2 separate regions of the Mus musculus genome follow, and region 1 is linked to region 2. A link is a contact called in public promoter capture Hi-C data. All regions are on one chromosome and are shown on one strand. Each heading gives the region's core, a stretch centred on a gene start, on an enhancer-like site or on the middle of the called end of the contact. The rest is flanking DNA. Distances are from core to core; before and after follow the strand shown.

Region 1 (2,700 bases), core at 53-2,552, 1.7 Mb before region 2:
GCCCGGGGTTAGACCCCCCTCCTGGCCCCCAGTCTTGTTAGTAGTTGGATTGGCCCTCTCCCTAGGCCTGGCACCTGGGCTGTGGGTAACGCCACACTGGGGGCGCGCAGATAGTAGGGGGCGATCGCAGCAGGGCACAGTGAAGCCAGCTCTGCCTCAAGCAGCCCTTCGCCGAAACGCTGGTCAAAGAGGCGTCCCGGAGCAGAGAAACCTGGTAAAGGAGCTGAAGCACGGCGCAGCCAAGAAGGCTGCACAGGCACGGGGATCTCCATCCTGTTCCTACGCTGCCACCCTGGGCCCCGCAGTGCCCAAACGCACGCTGGCTCCGATTTATACTGTGCCCTGTGCCGCCCCTGCGGCGGGCCTCTCAGGGACACTGGGATTGAGGCCAAACTCAGGCATTAGTATTCCTTATTTAGAAACTTCAATAATTACTTGGCCAGTTATTAAACGCCTGCTGGATGCCCGGAAAAGGACACCAGGGAAATGTCATTAAGCCTTTTTCCATTTCTGTAAGGGGAAGCTAAAAGTCTAGGAGGCAGACCCTTATAGGTGTGGCAATCATTGTGGCAGTTGGGACCCTGGGTCCCGATTAGTCCCCCAAAGAGTTCTCAGTCCTCTTAATCCATCTCCGCCAGGCTGGCAGCTCTGAGGATGACGCATCAGTCTTAGTAACAGACTCCTGGAGAATGCTGCACCCATGCCAGGCAGTCAGGAGGACACAGAACAGACCCTACCCCAGAGTAGGTCGGGCCTAATTCTGTGCCTCTGACTCAGCCTGGGGTGCTCAGCGGCCAGGGGGCATGAGCATGAACACTCCAGGTTGGCCCCCGGGGGCTGCGCGCCGGGGCCCGAAATAGCTCGTTTTGATCCCACTACCTGGGCCAGGAGCCCGGGCCTGGCAAGGAGTACGGCCAGCTGCTCAAGAGGAAAGTGGTTAAGGTGACCATCAGGACGGGATAGCAGTCAAAGTAAAGACAGACGTCTCGGGTTAGCCCTGCAATAGTAGCTAGGCTGGAGTCAGGCCTTCGCTCCAACAGGTATCCTGGCGGTTAGAAATAAGGACTGAGTAAAAGGCAGGACTCTTAGCGCTCTTCAAGCGTCAGCCCGGCCTTTGATCCTTACTATTGGTCTGAAGTCTTGCCAATTACTGCTGCACGCTCCAATCAAACACACGCTCTCCCAGTTCGTCAAGAGAGAACGCCCCTCGGCCGCTTTCCAGTTACTTTTATTTTCTAGTCTATCATTGGTCGCTTTGGAGGCCGCGCTCCTACTCTGCACAGCCAGAAAGGGGCGGGGCTGACGGCGTTGCTTAGCGAGGAGAGTAGGCGCAGGGTTGTTCCGCGAAGAAGCTCCGCTGGCGCTAAGGCTGCGGTAAATGCCGACAAACTGACTGCAGGTGAGGTTGGTCCTCTTTCAGAGACCACAGGAGGCCTGGGAAGGCAACACGGGTTTACGTGAGCCTGAAGTCTCCCGCCCAATCTCAGGAGAACTACAACTCCCAAGATACCACACAGTTTGGGCCCTCCAACATCTCTGAGTGTCTCATGTCTTTTGTTCCCGCAGGGTGGGCCGAAGAAGAGTCGAAAAGAAATTTGAAAATTTAGTTCGTTAGTTTCCAAATTGCCCCAGACATCTAGGGGTGTTGTCTATGAACTTTTTCACTTAGGAGGAGCCCAGTGATTCATGGGGATTGTAGTCTCTACTGCCCCTTTCTCTTTGGGAGTCATGCCACCACCTCCCCCTTCCCTTAACAGGTTTAACCGGAAACATATTGTGTACGGTTTCGTCGTGGCTCTTTGTTAATGTTTTGTTTTTGCCTATTGTTTTCATTCTTTTTTTCATTTGTATGCTTTTAAAAAAAAGATTTATTATTTATTTTAGGTATATGAGTGCTCTCTCTGCATATACTCCCGTGTGCCAGAAGAGGGCATCAGACCACATTACAGATGATTGTGAGCTACCATGTGGTTGCTGGGAATTGAACTCAGGACCTCTGGTAGAGCAGCCAGTGCTCTTAACCACCGAGCCATCTGTCCAGCCCATATGGGTGCTTTTTAAAATGATTTGTATTGTTGTTGTTGTTTAAGACAGGGTTTCCCTGCACAGCCCTGTCTTGGAACTCACTTTGTAGACCAGGCTGGCCTTAAACTCCTGCCTCTTCCTCCTGGGTTCTGGGATTAAAGGCATCCACCACCATTCTTGGCTACATTACTTGGGTTTTTTTTTTTTTTCCTCGTGGAATTAATTGGAGCTTCATGAAATGGGCTTCTTGGAACATGTTTAAAGAGGTAGAAATTAGTTACCTTGATTTGACTGTAACATATTGTATACACGTATTGAAATATCATACTGTGCCGCATAAACTTGTACAATTAGTGTCAGTTAAAAACAAAACAGAACTATGCAACAGACCAGGTTTTTCCTGAATGGGGCTGGAAAAAGGGCTCATTGGTTGGGAGCAGGGGCTGGTCTTCCAGAGGTCCCAGGTTCAGTTCTCAGCATCACATGGCTACTCACATTCATTCCAGGGTCTTCAAGGGCATTGCACATACATAAATGTGCACAGGCACATGCAGGCATAATACTACCCATGCATACAAAATAAAAATAAATAAATCTTTTTTTAATTGCCTGAATAGTGTGAAGAAGTTGCAGTGTCTAGCCTGTTTCCTGATAGTCTGATTCTGTTAGCCTGGA
Region 2 (2,700 bases), core at 196-2,695:
CAGTACCCCAAGGGCTTTCCCGCCATCCTCGACAGCTCAGTCCCCAGCATTTGGCTCTAGACCTGGGTCTGGAGTGTTCTCCTTCAAAGACCCACCTTGAAGCCTTCCTCTGTGGCGATGAGGAGCACTTCAAAGGGCTGCCCACGCTCGAAGGGGATGCCGGTGCCTCGCTCCTCACGGCCCCATTTGCCTTGTTCTTTGGTGTTGAAGACAACCTCGGAAGTGTCCAGCCTCGGGTTAAAGTGCAAGGCGGCATCTGCTCCTTGCTCCTCACCGCATAGCAGGTTTACATGGAACCTTCGGGGACAGTAAGCCTCAAAGATCAGCAACCACCATGTGCAAGTTATGTGGTTCCACCGGCACACCCACACCCATAGGGAGTCCCTGTGTTTGTAGCCAGGATCCCCCTCATTTCCAGAGCCTGGAGCTGTCCTAGGTTGTGGGATGGCCTGCTGTGCCTGAGTGGGGTTCAGGGAATCGCACTCCAGATAAGCAGAGTTAATAGCAAGGGACCCCACTATTCCAGGTTATCAATATTCCCACAAAGCCCAAGGTCTCAATTTTAGTAGGTCATGGACTTGATGACCGGGTACCCTGGGCATCCAGGGTAGCTTCAAGATCCAAGAGAGATTTTCATTGTCCTGGAAAACTGGACATGGAGATCGTAGGACTAACCAGGGATTCTTATTATTGTTCTAGAAGCCTACATTTTTAGGGAGACTTGGGCACACCCACCCACAAGTCTTGGGGAACATCAGTGAAAATATCCAAATTAAGCTAGCAATAGGGACTCCAAGACTCCACATGGCAAACAAGGTTCCAGGGACACCATATGTGGGCTCTAAGAACCAGGGTTCAACTGAGCCAGGAGATGCCCCACCCACCCTTTCCCCTGGAACCTGGGATATCACCTGCCAGCCTGGTCAGGGACCATGCCTCGAATTCTCATGACAGTGCCCACGCGGACGCCCTGAGGCAGGGAGGTCTTGTGCTGGGTAGCCTGTAAGAATTGGGTGGGGCAAGAATGAGAACCAGGGAGACAAAGAAACAGACTGGTCAGCCCCAGCTAGGAACTCCAGGGACCAGGCAGAAACCAAGAGGGATGCAGATTAACGGAGAGGCAGAGACAGGCACACAGACCTGACAGAGACAATGCAGTTAGAAGAAAGCAAAGCCAGCTGGGAGACAACCTATCAGGACGTGCTGGTGAAACCCAAGAGATAGCAGCCAGCTCTCCTGATACCCGTTTTTTGCTTTGAAGGGGAGGTTTAAGCTAGTCCCAGCTTCCAGACTTGGCCTTGTCCCAAAGCCCCGTTTCCCCAGCTTGGGCCCCAGTATACTTACAGACATGGCGGGCACAGCAATACAGCAACAATGTGGCCAGTCGCTGTGGGAGGGGACCTTAAGTAAAGGCAAGGTAGTGGTTCAGCTCCTCCCTTTCCATCCAACGCCCACAGCTGGCACAGACCCCTGCCCTAAGGCAAAGCTGTCAAGGCCGGGCGAGTCTCCTCCTGCCCTGCCCCCACACACCAGCTCCCTCTCCCCTTTTCCTAGGCTTAGAGATAGGGACAACCTTTAATACCAAGACTGGGGAGGTTTGCCCTGTGCTCTTCTCACCTCCCCTTTCATACCCCTACCGCCCTGTCAGACACTGGACTCCCCTGGAGATCTAGTGGATCCAGAAAGGCTGCGCAAGCATCAGCCTCCACCCTTTCTGAAAGGAGCCTCTTCCCTGGAGCGCAGGCTGCTCTGCTTTGTCCTGGCCACCTCTGCTTCTGCCGTCAAAGACAGGCATAATAACTCAATGGGGTCCCCAGGAAACCCGCTATTCCTTTTTATCCTATGCTGTGCCCCCACCCTACCCCCCAGGTTACCAAGAGTGTGTTGGCACGTTTGAAGTGGTCAGTAATGGAGTGGCCAGTAACGGAGGGTCAAATAATGAAGTTTCACTAACAGTGGCCAGGCTGCTGAGACCTCTGGGTGTCCAGATGTGTGTCTGAACCTTACCAGGATATGTGGAGTATATCGAGCCACTGTACTGACGTACAGGAAACAGTGCTCATGGGAACAATTTGCCCAAAGATCAAGATCAGCGCTCTGCTCTCTCGCTCTCTCTCTCTCTCTCTCTCTCTCTCCCTCTCTCTTCTCAGTGGTTCCTACTTTTCTTCTTCAGGTCTCTATCAGCTCCTCCTTGGAACTGAGCCCACCTTCCCATCCAATGAGAGTGTGATGGAATATGGGTTGGTGGGTGTCCCGGGCTGCCAGTCACCACCCAGATCAAATGAAACACATTGGGGAAACTTCCAATAGCCTGAGTTTTAGTCTCCCTAGACCAGCACTCTAGAGAAATAGAGAAAGTGTGTGTGTGTGTGTGTGTGTGTGTGTATGTGTGTGTGGGTGTGTGTAGGGGTGACTCATAAAGAATGAAAGAGAAATTTCTGGAAGGCAGGCAAAGGGAGGGTGGGAGCGCTGAGCAGTTACCACTCCTAACAGCCCAGCAGCCTTCCTGAAAGATCTTTCCCATCCCTATCCCCACCACCCTACTCCTGCCCCACCCAGCAGGTGGCAGAGCCGGAGGCCAGATGCATGCTGGGAGTGGAAAGTTGCCTTGGAGATTAGGAACTTGCTACCTCTCCTGCTTCTCTGTCCCAGTTTCCCATATTCAGACCCCCCCCCCACGCCCGCAACACACACAACCCT

Evidence for each region. Capture Hi-C pulls out chosen DNA fragments and counts their contacts.
Region 1: a promoter capture Hi-C map of liver shows a contact between it and region 2, with 2.9 times the contacts expected there. The contact joins the promoter of Proser3 here to the promoter of Lgals7 in region 2. A contact is called at or near these places in 2 of 39 promoter capture datasets (hippocampal neurons and liver) and 2 of 9 other capture datasets (adipose tissue and liver).

What each region holds. Positions count from the first base shown.
Region 1 is chr7:30,550,907-30,553,606 of GRCm38.p6, reverse strand. It overlaps Proser3 (proline and serine rich 3), which reads left to right and starts at 1,302. Exons shown (of 12, transcript NM_001382459.1): 1 at 1,302-1,399. It overlaps Hspb6 (heat shock protein, alpha-crystallin-related, B6), which reads right to left and starts at 306. Exons shown (of 3, transcript NM_001012401.3): 1 at 75-306. The coding sequence starts at 272. Gm38670 (predicted gene, 38670) reads right to left here and starts at 779; the gene lies at 703-779.
Region 2 is chr7:28,863,131-28,865,830 of GRCm38.p6, reverse strand. Lgals7 (lectin, galactose binding, soluble 7) reads right to left here and starts at 1,445. Exons shown (of 4, transcript NM_008496.4): 1 at 1,345-1,445; 2 at 912-1,000; 3 at 96-297. The coding sequence starts at 1,350.